Linked DNA regions of Thunnus thynnus: region 1 is linked to region 2. The links are chromatin contacts, called in public Hi-C maps. All regions are on one chromosome and are shown on one strand. The core of a region is the stretch at or near the end of the contact, and the rest is flanking DNA. Distances in the headings are between cores, read along the strand shown.

Evidence for each region. Hi-C and Micro-C count contacts between places; a contact is called where the count stands out from the background.
Region 1: a contact with region 2 is called in a Hi-C map of muscle, with 5 times the contacts expected there. The contact joins the promoter of LOC137198378 here to the promoter of ctps1a in region 2. A contact is called at or near these places in 2 of 3 Hi-C or Micro-C datasets (both in muscle).

The regions. Positions count from the first base shown.
Region 1 is chr15:27,289,119-27,295,674 of fThuThy2.1, reverse strand. LOC137198378 (schlafen-like protein 1) reads left to right here and starts at 2,397. Exons shown (of 7, transcript XM_067612166.1): 1 at 2,397-2,503; 2 at 2,655-2,702; 3 at 3,065-3,126; 4 at 3,229-3,443; 5 at 4,010-4,106; 6 at 4,659-5,065; 7 at 5,177-5,521. The coding sequence starts at 3,069. The coding sequence ends at 5,458.
Region 2 is chr15:27,112,586-27,118,775 of fThuThy2.1, reverse strand. It overlaps ctps1a (CTP synthase 1a), which reads left to right and starts at 1,336. Exons shown (of 18, transcript XM_067611591.1): 1 at 1,336-1,659; 2 at 3,079-3,260; 3 at 3,350-3,520; 4 at 3,614-3,714; 5 at 3,830-3,946; 6 at 4,928-5,011; 7 at 5,829-5,909; 8 at 5,991-6,142. The coding sequence starts at 3,092.

The DNA.
Region 1 (6,556 bases), core at 1,148-3,647, 180 kb before region 2:
TGTAATCCATTTCTGCCCTCCAGCAGCTCTCTGCTACAGCATTTCCTCTGAATATTTCAGTTTCATGTTCATGTTACAATGACTGCTGGTTTACTCTGCAAAATGTCTTTTTCCATTGTGTTTGAATTGCATAGAAACCACTGCCTTGACACGGATCTTCAGAGAGCCTTTGTTTCAGGCATCAGCAGATTGGCACTGCTTACACTTAGGATCATATTATCTACTCAGTTCTTGATCATCTCAGGCTGAAGCAGCACATGGCCTTTCTTCACTGAGGTCATTTGCTGGGCTCCTATGTGTTGACCTCAGATTCAGGACATCAACACAACCAGGGGAAAACATGGCTCTTAACTTAGAACAACACTGACCTCAAGTGGCTATTTAACAACATCTCATTGACTAAAATAGAACTGTAGCCACAACACTCTTACATATTGTGTTTATGATATTATGTTCTGATTACAGTAATTATCATGCACTCACAATGTGCTTATACTGCTCTTCTGATGTTTTATAATGTGGAATGAGCACCACTACAGGTATAGTGTAACAGCTTCACAACAGACTGTATTTGTGCTCAGCGTTCTGCTCCACTTACTCAGTCAGTGAGGATGTGCTTGTGTACATTCCACTATTTAGTCAGTAAATGGCATGGAAAAAGAGATGAACTTTAAGAAATGTGGCTAAATTCCATTTCTCTGTAAATAACACTCTGGGTCCCTTCAGTGTGTGTACAATTACCCATCAAGTACTGTGCACAAAGTAGAATACACATGACATCTTCATTATATTTAAACTTGAGCTCTGGAAACATAGATAAAGAACACTAGATGCAACATTATGTCATAAATCATGGGATAACTGTCCACCATCTTACGTGGGTATTGTTTACAATCATCTCCTATTAGCAACAACTGTGGTTGTCAGCTGTGCAGCACATAACTGCTTTACCAAAAGGACCACAGAGACCAGGGAGGCTGTCAATATAGAGTAGATGAGAGGTTTTTTTAACATGTGGGTCAACTTTGTACCCGTCAGTCATTATAAAAGTTAGTGAACTAGGTAACTAACATCAACTAATGTTAAGTCACCAAGTAACTAAGTAACTAAGTTCTAAGTCAAAGTTATTGCTGAATGCTAGCTCTCAGCATTGATCTGTTAGCTAAACAGATATATAGCCAGCAAACCTTGTTTTAATGCTAGCTATGCTAACTTAGAGGTCAGAGATAACGTTTAGTAATGTTATTGATTGAATGATTATTTTTTTATTTCAAATATATTAAAATGACAAAATAAAACATATAGGCAGCAAAACAAAACAAATAAAAATAACAGCAAACTTTCAGTAAACAATAATAACCATTCAGTGTTCTAAAAGGGCGTAGGATGAAGTAAAGAACTTTTCTAGTCCTACCCTATTTTTAATACCTTATCAATCAAATGAAAGCCAAAAACATTCAAAACAACACGAGAGAATAAAGATAACTAACATAGTTATAACAAAGGTATCAATATCACCCTAACATTTGACCACTAAGCAGCTGTCAGTCAACTGTAAAGTAAACATACAAGCTTGCAATTTTGCTAAATTCCTGCAATTTGTCCGTATTATCATCATAAATTTAATATCCATATTTTTATGTGATGAGCATAATAGACAATTGCGAGGAGTCCATCAGGAGTTCTGCTGAAGGCAAAACTTGCTTTATCAACAAAAATAACTCCTTATTTACAGTTAGCAAGATTCTTCAGCCTCTCCTCTTATTATCAAAACAAACCCCATGCCTGTTAACTGAGAAAACAAAACAAAACAGCAAAACAGGAAGTATTTGCCATGTATGTGTGTGTGTATGTGTGTGTGAGTGTGTGACAGAGAGGGAGAGAGAGAGAGAGAGAGAGAGAGCTTTCCTTAAGTATAATTTATGAAATTAATCAATATATTAATATATTACAGTAGCTTCTCTCTTGTGTCTATGATTGTAATTGCCTGTCAATACAGGCCAAAATACAGAATTTTATTTAGGATTTCAACATAAGATATTGTTTAATATAGTATATTAGCCATTCAGAATACCAAAGACAGTTCTTACATATTAAGTAGGCACAGCTGTCTTACACTCATTACTTTTAATGAAAAACAGTATTGGTGTATTGGTAGAAATATACAAGGATTATAAAGACAACATAAGCCTCTGACACCATAGGTTCCAATTCCAGCAAGTTTGGAAACTGGACCCAGGAAAGATGGCTGCCATATGGTTCCATCCCAGAATGGCAGGTCATTATGACACGTTGCATCTTTTATATCTGTCTGGAAACCAACCTCCTCTCTTGGAATACACAAATCTAAACACAAATTGTTTTTTTTTAAATTTAATTTGCAAATTTACTTTGGAATATGCATCATTTAAACACTGTAGCAACTGAAATAACAAATGTTTTAAATACATTTTGCTTTAGTATATTGTGGTCCTCCTTAAAACAAGAAGACCCACCTTAAAGGGTAACTACACACTTTTTTCCTCATTTTTTTGTGCTGTACACATTATCCAATAGCTTCTTGTTAGTATATGATGTTAATACAGATGATGTTTCCAACAATACACATATTGTGCGTAAAAACTGCTTTTTCTGTTCAAAATGATCATCCACAGTTTAGAGGGACACTAACAGGTTGACTTTCACCAGCGTAGCAGGAAAAGGTAAGATGCTCAACTGTACATTGCTGTATAGCTGCACACACTCATAAACTTTGTCATCATCAGCCTAGTGCCAGCACTGCTCCCTCGCCATGCCTCGTGGCTTTGATTGATCATTGTTTTGATCAGCCTTGACTTGATGATTTATCAAGCCTCCTCGTGTTCATTTATCTATTTAGCACACTGACGCCCCCTTATTATCATCTCACACTGTGTATCTTATGCTGAATCACACACAATAAGCTTCTAGACTTCCAGACAACTTACTGTTTGTCTAAAAACTCACATGTGGCGACCTGTAAAATACAGAGCTTTCTAAGTTATTGTTCTGCTGTATTGTCAAGCAGCTTTTTTGTTATTCACAGCATAATGCATCAGCGACACAAAAGCCCAGAACCCTGCAAGTGGAGCAGGAGGATGAACCCAGGTACGAGGAGTGATGTACAGACCTCTGCCTCCTCGACTCCTTCCACATCAGCTCATGTAAGGACCGGTCTGCTACAATCAAACCAATCTGTTCGCTCAACAGTTGCCAGTAGAGCTAAGAAAAGTAAAAGGAACAGAGCCAATCGTGCCTGGACATGGAAACGTTTTGGCTTTAAAGGGAGAATGAGACTGAGGGGCTCCAAACGGCCTAAAAAGAAGAGACGCTCTGGGCGTTCCACCCTTCAGCCACAGAGCACACAGCAAAGCAGCGACAGTGCAGCTCAAATCCAGACTGGTCAACAGATAACATCACCACAGGTGAGATCAGAGTCACCAAGAATCACTAGAGCTGGAAGGATACATTGACAGGCTAATAACATCAGCTGATATTGTGTCACACATAAATAGATATGAGTGTGAATGTTGGCACAAATGCAAAAAAAACAAAAATTGTAAACAGCAAGAAATATTTTAGTGGCTGCATTTTTATGAATATTTGACTTCTCAATTAATCTTTTATAGAATTTTATGTTTTTATTTAATAATTTAAAATAATTTTAGTGATGTTTAGTGTTCAAAATTTATATTACTGTCATAAAGTGTTTTGTTCAACTGTAAAATATATTTACTCAGACATATATTTATCACAAAATGTTTTATGTTATGTATTTTTTGTTACTGTATGTATGAATATTAGCTCATATACATTTATTTCATGTATTGATATTGGTACTGGCTTCCAAACGGCCTCTACCAATGACCTTGATGACATAGAGATGAATCCACTATATGATTGTAATGATTTCAGTTTGTAACAATATGACACTTCACTGACCTGCTTCACTGACCCAGTCTATTTTGTTCCTTCTCTCTATGACACCCAGTCTATTAGTGAACAGGACATCACCAGTTGCCAGTGGCTCTACTATGGGGCTCACATTGGCAATGAGACCCGCAACATTGAGTTCAAAGTCGGTGGAGGTAATATTACAACAGCTGACAAGTTATATCCTGTTAAAATTGTTAGGCCTTGGGTGGTAGATGGGGCTGGAAAATGTCAGACAATAGTGAAAAATGATGATTACAATTTCCCAAAGACCAAGCTGATGTCTTCAAATGCCTCGTTTTTTTCCGACCAACAGTCTTCAAAACTTAGAAATATTCAATTAACAACGTTAGAAAATATGAGGGGTGTCACATCCTCACATTTGAGAAGCTGGAAAGAGAAAATCTACAGCATGAATATTACTGATTGATATTGTGTGTTTACATTTGTGAATGATTTGTTCATTAGCGCTCTGTATAAATGTATTTGCAGCTGTGCATTATTTAATAGTTAAATTGAATTTGCTCAACTTATTCCTGTCCTATTGAGTTTTTAAAATTCACTAAATTGCTGTTTTAGAAAAAAAAAATGTTGCAAGTGATGATTGTGTCATGCACTCCATTCAATTTTAAGTAAGATAAAAGGTGATGAAGACCATGGGGGTCAGAGACAGAACCAAACATAAACATGAAACTTCCTTCCTTCAGGAAGTTACATGCAGCATAATTTCTGCCAACACGTTTGTGTCTACGCAAGTGCCTTCCTGAACAGCGGGGGAGGCAGTCTGGTGGTCGGGGTGAATGACAGCGGAATGGTTCGTGGTCTGTACTTCAGCCATGAAGAGGAGGACAAGACTCGCCTGCAGGTGGACAGGAGTGTGAGGCTCATCCATCCTCCTCTCCTTCCCCACCAGTACAGCCTGCGGTTCCTACCTGTGGTAAAACCTGGGGTGGAGGAACACTGCTTCAAAGTGCTGTGCCTCACTTTCAGAGCACCTCCAGCTTTCAATGAGCCAACCCTCTATCAGACTGACCAAGGGAAGGTGTACATGAGGCGGGATGGGAGTGTCGAGGGGCCCCTGGCTAACTCTGTCATCCTGGAGTGGTCCAAACATGTAAGAAAGTCCATGACTATTATTTTTATTATATACAAAATACATATTTGTATCAAAATGACAAATATATTTCAAGTGCTGACATGCTGTGTGTATGTGTGTGTGTTCAAGATGTGGATTGGAAAAGTGCAGCAGCTGGAAAAGTGCCTGCGTACATCTAGGACTGATATCCACAGGCTACGCCAGCTCATTACTCCACTGTACCACATCATAGCCTCATTACAGGAACAGCAGAGGACCACTCCACCCAGGAGTTCTTCATCAAGCCCAAGCTCAGCAGCCAGCCCTGTCCGACCTCCTGTGGGAAGTCCATATGTCAGGCCAGCTCACAACAGCAGAGCCCCAGATCTGGCACTGGAATCCCCTCCACCTCCAGAACACAGGCAGATGTGAATTTGTCTGGCTGTGAAGTTTAGCTGAGATGCAGAGTAGTAAAATAAATTCAACAAAATTATAGTCACTGACTATGAGTTCTTATTCTTCTCTCAATCATTCCTCAGCTACACTTTAATTAAAGCTGTGCCGACCAATCATTTTATATCAACAATGGATCAAATGATTGTGTGTAATGTGAGAGGTTTCACTAAGAGGGATGAACCCACAGACATTATCACCCAACTCTGCAGTTCCACTCAGCTCTATGAAGCCTTTTAGCTTCTTTTAGCTCATCGTTTTGGTTTTCTGGCTCTCATCAGCTTCACTTCCAGCAGCTGTTTTCTGCCAAGTGCTGATAAACCCCGCTGTACCCTACATGTCCAGCACCATGACAATTTAGTGAATCGCTGGTGACCATATGGGAGCATTTAGCAGTTTCAGAGCCTGATATATCCCTCATGAGTTGGTGGAGACCAAAACAGAGCCAAATAGAAAGTCAAAATTGCATCCAGACTAGCCATTAGCAATCTTTCATCGCACATTTCTTTCAGTCTTTCTGGGAAAAAAACAAAAACATGTTCCTGGGGTTTACTAAATCATCTACTGTAGGCTACCACAGAACTTGCTATTAGTTTTAGTTGAAACCTTCATGATCTTAACTAAGCGCAACACTCATTTGTTAGTATGCAAAAAAATGCTGCTCCAGAGGATTTGGACTTTTTTTTCAGAATGATATAATCAGGGTATACCATCGGTCAACTGAGAACATTATATAAGTATTTTCACAGGCTGAACAGTACTCCCTGTGACTAGTAACTTGACTTTGACATGTAATAGTGGTGGAGTGCCGCTTTTAAGTGCATAAATGCAGACAGGAAGCTCGTGTCAGGTTCTTTGTTCCTGTGAAAACAAGTGCAAATCTCTCAGCCATGTGGGTCTCAATGTAATTTAACACAAAAACCAGCAGGGGGCAACAGAGTATCAGCACTGTTTTTACCTCGGCCCCTGCGCTTCGTGGAAGGAGAGGCAGTGCCCACTCATTGGTGATTAAGGTTCTGGTGATGAGTCACGAGGAGGAGGTGGGAGGGGGATGGGACAGAGAGATAAAGAGAAAGA
Region 2 (6,190 bases), core at 87-2,586:
TGGTGCATATACAGACAGGTGACAAATTAAAGGAAGAACTGGTCCAGGTCTGAATGCTTGACCCCTACAGTGAGGGGATCTGGTGGCTCTGTTATGCTTTGGGGGGCATTTTGCTGGCATGGTTTGGGTCCACTTGTTCCCTTAGAGGGAAGGTCACTGCAAATCAATACAAAGTTGTTCTAAGTGATCACCTTTATCCTGCGATGAATCATTTCTATCCTGATGGGAGTGGTCTCTTCCTGGATGACAATGCCCCGATTCACAGAGCACGAGGAGTCACTGAGTGGTTTGATGAGTATGAAAATGATGTGAATCATATGCTATGACCTTCACAGTCACCAGATTTCAACCCTACTGAACACCTATGGGAGATTTTGGACTGACGTGTTAGACACCGCTCTTCATCACCATCATCAAAACACCAAATGAGGGAATATCTTTTTGTAGAATGGTGTTCCTCAGCCTTGGCATTGATTCTACAAGCCTCAGGAACTCTTCTGGAGGGATGAACACCATTTGGTCACTCGTCTGTATGTATAGTAGCATAAATTCTGCAGCTTCATGTTTCATATAAACAGCAGTAATTTAAGATCACCACATACAACAGTTCACCTTAACCTCAGTTAAATACTGCTAGAAAAATATCTTTCCACAACAGGGTTTGGTGATGGCAACCAAATTCCAAATATAGAGAAAAATAAATAAAACTTTTTTTTTTAAGTGGCTCATCCATCCCTTCTTCTCCTTCATGTTAATAATGGGACATTAGACCCAAATAAAACTGAATTTAAACTTTTGGGGAAACTTCTGTTACTTGCGAGGAAATGTATATGACTTAAATGGACTGAGTCTGAACCTCCTGCAGTTAATATGTGGGATAATAATAATTAGGATTCCTCCTCTTGAGAGGCTGTCTGCAGACCTGACTGGCAGTGATTTTTTTTTCTTTCTTAAATTATGTACCACAGGCGATTGAAAATACCTTGCTTGCAGGATTGACCAACTGTCTGTCAAATTTTCCTTTATATGTATCAGATTCTTAATTATATATGAAAGAAGCTCAATTGATTAATATAAAATATAAGGATTTCTTGTGGAGGCAATTGACTTTTTCTTTATTTTGTTATTTTTCCCCTTCTTTTGTAGCATGGTGTTGTATTCTTTTGGGGCTACTAGCTAATTTTATTTATTTATTTATTTATTTATTTATCTTAGCTTTGCATTGCATTAGGGTGGTTTATCGTCTTGCATCTGCATTTGTCGCAAAGCATTGACTGGGCAGGTTATTTGTTATTATCTATGGTGCTGTAGGTGTTGTCTGGGTTGATGCGATTGTTATTGTTATGTGTTATTGTCAATATAATTTTGTTTTGTCTTATAGGTATGGTGTTAGTGGCATCACTATGGAAATAATACTAAACCCATAAAAAGTAACGAGGTTGCCAGTACTGCGGAAGTCCTGAGGGTAGCACTGTGTAGTGAATGATGTGCTGCTGCAGCTGAGTCGTGCTACATACACGTGCGGAGTCAATGTGTGGATGGATAGCTCAGGAGAAACACAGGAGCTAAAGCTGTTTGGATAGAAATCTCGTCTCAGAAAAGGGCCCTGTGAGCCGTTTCAGTCGTTCAGAATTTGTTTGGAGAGGAAGGAATATTTTGGTGAGTTGAAATGTAATTCTGTTATAAGAGGGGCTAGTTGTCGAGCTAGCAAATACAGTTATTTTAGCTACAAGCTAGAAAACAATGAATAAGTATGACTTCCGGCAAAGAAAGTCTAAATAAAATTCATGCGCTGGAAAGTAGCAGTATATTACAATAACTGATTATATTTCAGCAATGCTCTGGTAACTTTAAGAGGAGTAGATAATACTATCTGCAACTTCAGGATAGTTTTGTTACGCGTTTGTTTCACATTAAATATGGTGTGTAGTTAACTTGGCTTTTATTTTGAATGCCATCTGTAAGCCCGCTAGCTTGACCTGTTTGTTATAAATGGGGAGCATGTTAGCACCTTTATATTTAAACACAGCAGTATCACTTGGTTCAGCCAGCGTAACATGTGTCTGTTTTCCACCGCGGCCGGTAAGAGGGACAGTCTGATAATTACTGTCGTATACCAATATTTTCCCGAATAGTTAGCCTGAAGCTAATTGTACTGGCCATGTTACTTTTGTCCCGTTTACTTTAATCACGGCGGTAACCCGGGCAGGCGGTGTGCTAATTTGTGATGTCCGTGCATAATCGAAGTTAGAATTTCCCATCCGCCCGGGCCGTGCTGTGTGTGTAACCAAGCGCGCTACATGTGCCATGCTTTGTAATGAGTTGCGGGAAGGATGGAAAACGTTCAACAGACTTTTACAAAAACTTGTTAAATCTGGTGACCTTCGAGGTTTTATTGGGTTAATAGACCAGTGGTTTTAGGAGGTAAACCTTCATTGTATAATTGGGTCTAACAATTCATGGGGTCCACGTTGTGGAACAAGGAGGACATGGAGGTTTAGCCATTGTTGTGGTTAATTAAATAGCTAAATTGTCTTTACAGAAATATTCTCTGCCCTTAATGTAAGCCATAGCCCAGTTTAATTAGTTGCTGTCATGTATGTGAATTAAGTATTATGTTTCATTCACAAGCGTATTTTCTTTATATATTCTATGTTCAATATACCTTTGTACCTAGGAAAATGTAATCTAGGACAATAGCCCAACAAGATAATGCATTTGTTTTTTAGATAATATTTTAATATACAATACAAGATAATGTATTTGTAAATGATAAATTATTTGACAAAAAAATTCCTTTACTCAAGGCACAACCACTGGATTATTATCGGGGCTTTCAGCCACATTATGTGGCCTAGCAGATGGAGTCATGTATGGGAGGGGGGGTGGATTGTAACTACTGATGAGGACCACAAGATGTGGATGAAAGCTCCGGAGGTAAAATGTAATTGTTAGTTTCTGTTGAGAATGTGTCAGCTTCACATTCACTTTTGAATGTGTAGTTTGTTTGCACAGTACAACGATGAGAACAGTTTTGCATGGTCTCCTGTTTGATTTGAATCCATCATCTTTCTCCAGACACCAGAGCACAATGATGAAGTACATCCTTGTAACTGGAGGAGTCATATCCGGTATTGGCAAAGGTATCATTGCTAGCAGTGTGGGCACAATCCTGAAGTCATGCGGCTTACATGTGACTGCCATCAAGATCGACCCTTACATCAACATAGATGCCGGCACATTTTCCCCATATGAGCATGGTACGTGAGTGGAAATAATCAGTTATGATTTGACACATTTATAATGAAACAGTTACATGTCATGATTGTGTCCTGTCTGCTCTATCCAGGTGAAGTGTTCGTGCTAGACGACGGGGGCGAGGTGGACTTGGATCTGGGGAACTACGAGCGCTTCCTCGACATCCGGCTGACCAGAGACAACAACCTGACCACCGGCAAGATCTACCAGTCAGTCATCAACAAGGAGAGGAGGGGAGACTACCTGGGCAAGACCGTGCAGGGTAAACAATAGCTGCTTAAGGTTGGAAGAAAGTTTCACGCCAAAGAAATAATCATTAACCAAGAATCATTTTGTCTGTTTTTTTTTATTCCAGTGGTGCCACACATCACAGATGCCATTCAGGAATGGGTGGTGAAACAGGCCAGAGTACCTGTTGATGACGATTTCGTGGAACCTCAAGTTTGTGTCATAGAGGTGAGCCTGAGATTTTCCAAGAATGGTTCAGATTTGATTCTGTATCGTCCTGGATTCTCTGCTGAGACAAAAGCTGCTTTGAACGTCACTGATAATATTTGTGACATGCTCGCAGTTAGGAGGCACCGTGGGAGACATAGAGAGCATGCCTTTCATCGAGGCCTTCAGGCAGTTCCAGTTTAAGGTGAAGAGAGAGAACTTCTGCAACATTCACGTCAGCTTGATACCACAGGTAAGAGAGCGATGCCTTCAGGCCTCCCATGTTTTTATTTGAGGAAATATTTGTTGCAATATGTTCGCTCCTGCTCTGATTGACTGCAAATACACACACTTATATTCCCACTGGAGGATTACTACTGTAACAAAACGCATTTGTTGCACGTTGCACTCAGAAAAAAATCTGAGTGCACAAGACACAAGCAATTAGAAAAAAAATCGTATAGTAGCAACAACTTGTTCTGTTATGGACAAAAGCTTCCAGAGGTTCCCTCAGCTGTCAGTGCCAGAAAATATAAAAACATAATCTCTTGCTTTGTGTGCTTGGTGTGTCTACAGGAAGTCTTGGTAAGCTAGTAGGTGGTTTTGGTTAATTAGCACTAGATTTTTTTACACTTCTATTTTACGTTTAGAGAGTAGAGTTAGTTTGTTCTAGTAGCCTGCCAACATTGAATTAACCAAATCCAAAGTGAATTTATGACGGTTATAAAGAGGTGATAAAAGAAATACCTTATTAAGAAGGAGGAAGAAGATGATTTATAGTGTAATTTCTTGTTATTCAACAGCTGACATATATGCTGATGCTAATATGTCTGCAGTAAGCTAGTATCAGCAGATATGTCTGCCTGGCTGAATGATCAGTCTAGCTCTAGGAAATAACTTCATAAATAAGAGTTTTTGCAGCAAACTGTGTTTGAATTGTCAGGAACAAAAAGTAATGTAATTGTTTAAAGATTGATAATCACATTAGAGCTGTGCTGCTTGACTTCCCTTCAAATTTGAATTGATTTGATCGTTTCAGCAGTCAAGTTTTGTGACAATAATACCATACACCCTGACTGTGATTTTAAGATTCAGGGGAACAAGACACGTTCACAGTTTGTTTCTTGTATTTAGATCTAAGCGTCTGTTTTTGTCTCCTTTTGTCACATGTTAGATGTTGCAGATATACAGACAGTAGTTCAGTCAGTTTAATGTATGTATTATCTCCATCCAGCCCAGTGCAACAGGAGAGCAGAAGACCAAACCTACACAGAACAGCGTCAGAGAGCTCAGAGGACTGGGTCTGTCCCCTGATCTGGTGAGTCATCATCAATATTCAAATCCTACACATAGGAGCTTTTATTTATTTCTTACAAAATGAGACTTCAGAATGTAAACGGTTAAACTCTGTGGTGCTCATTCTGTTTATCCACAAAAGTTTGAAGAATGACACTGTTGTTAACAATGGGTGAACATGTCTTCATGTGAAAATAACAAAACATATCACTGAGTGAACGAGTTTTGACATCATAGTCAGAGTTAGTGTGCCTTTCTTAAATGAACACTGACAGGCCCAAAATACTGTGCAACAGCTCAGTGAAAAAGCAAAACACGTTCTTGCAAAAAAAAAAAGAAAACCATACTCACTGTGCAACAGCACTAGTATGAATTTTGTTAATAAAAACTGACAAAATATAATCATCAATGATGATTCCATTACATTCATTATAAAGATGTGAAGACATGAGAGTTAATGAAACAAAAACTGCCACTATGTTTCTAAATAATGTTAACAAAAAAGGTTTACTAAAATGAAAATTAAAAATCAAAACCTTTCAATAAATCTCAATATATTTTTGCTTAAATATGTAAAAAATTAAGATGAAACTACAAGTTGACTAAATATGACTAAAACTCTCAGGACTAAACTACACATAGCTGACAGAATGAGCACTAAACAGGACGTCATATTCACCTCTCACTGCCTGAAATCAGTGTAATTGCGATATTTTAACCACTAACACACCACTGCCACAGCTCATCATATCGATAATTATCTTTTCTTTATGTTTTGCTGTGTGAAATCACTGTACTGCTGCTTCAATGATCCATTTCCATCTCATCTTTGCCGACAGATCATGTGTCGCTGTTCCACCGCTCTGGAGAACTCTGTCAAAGAAAAGATCTCAATGTTCTGCCACGTAGAACCCGAACAGGTACATCACTGACACCGAGCCACGGAAACAGAGCTGTGACTCTCTCAGCAGTTCTAAACTCATTCACCTGTCTTGTTCCAGGTCATCTGTGTCCACGACGTATCGTCCATCTACAGAGTGCCGTTACTGCTGGAGGATCAGGGCGTGGTGGGCTACCTGAGCAAGAGACTGAATATGCCCATAGAGACCAGACCCAGGAAGATGCTGACTAAATGGAAGGAGATGTCTGACAGGTGAGTCAGTCAACACTGAGTCAAATAGGGATGGAGAGATTGTACTCC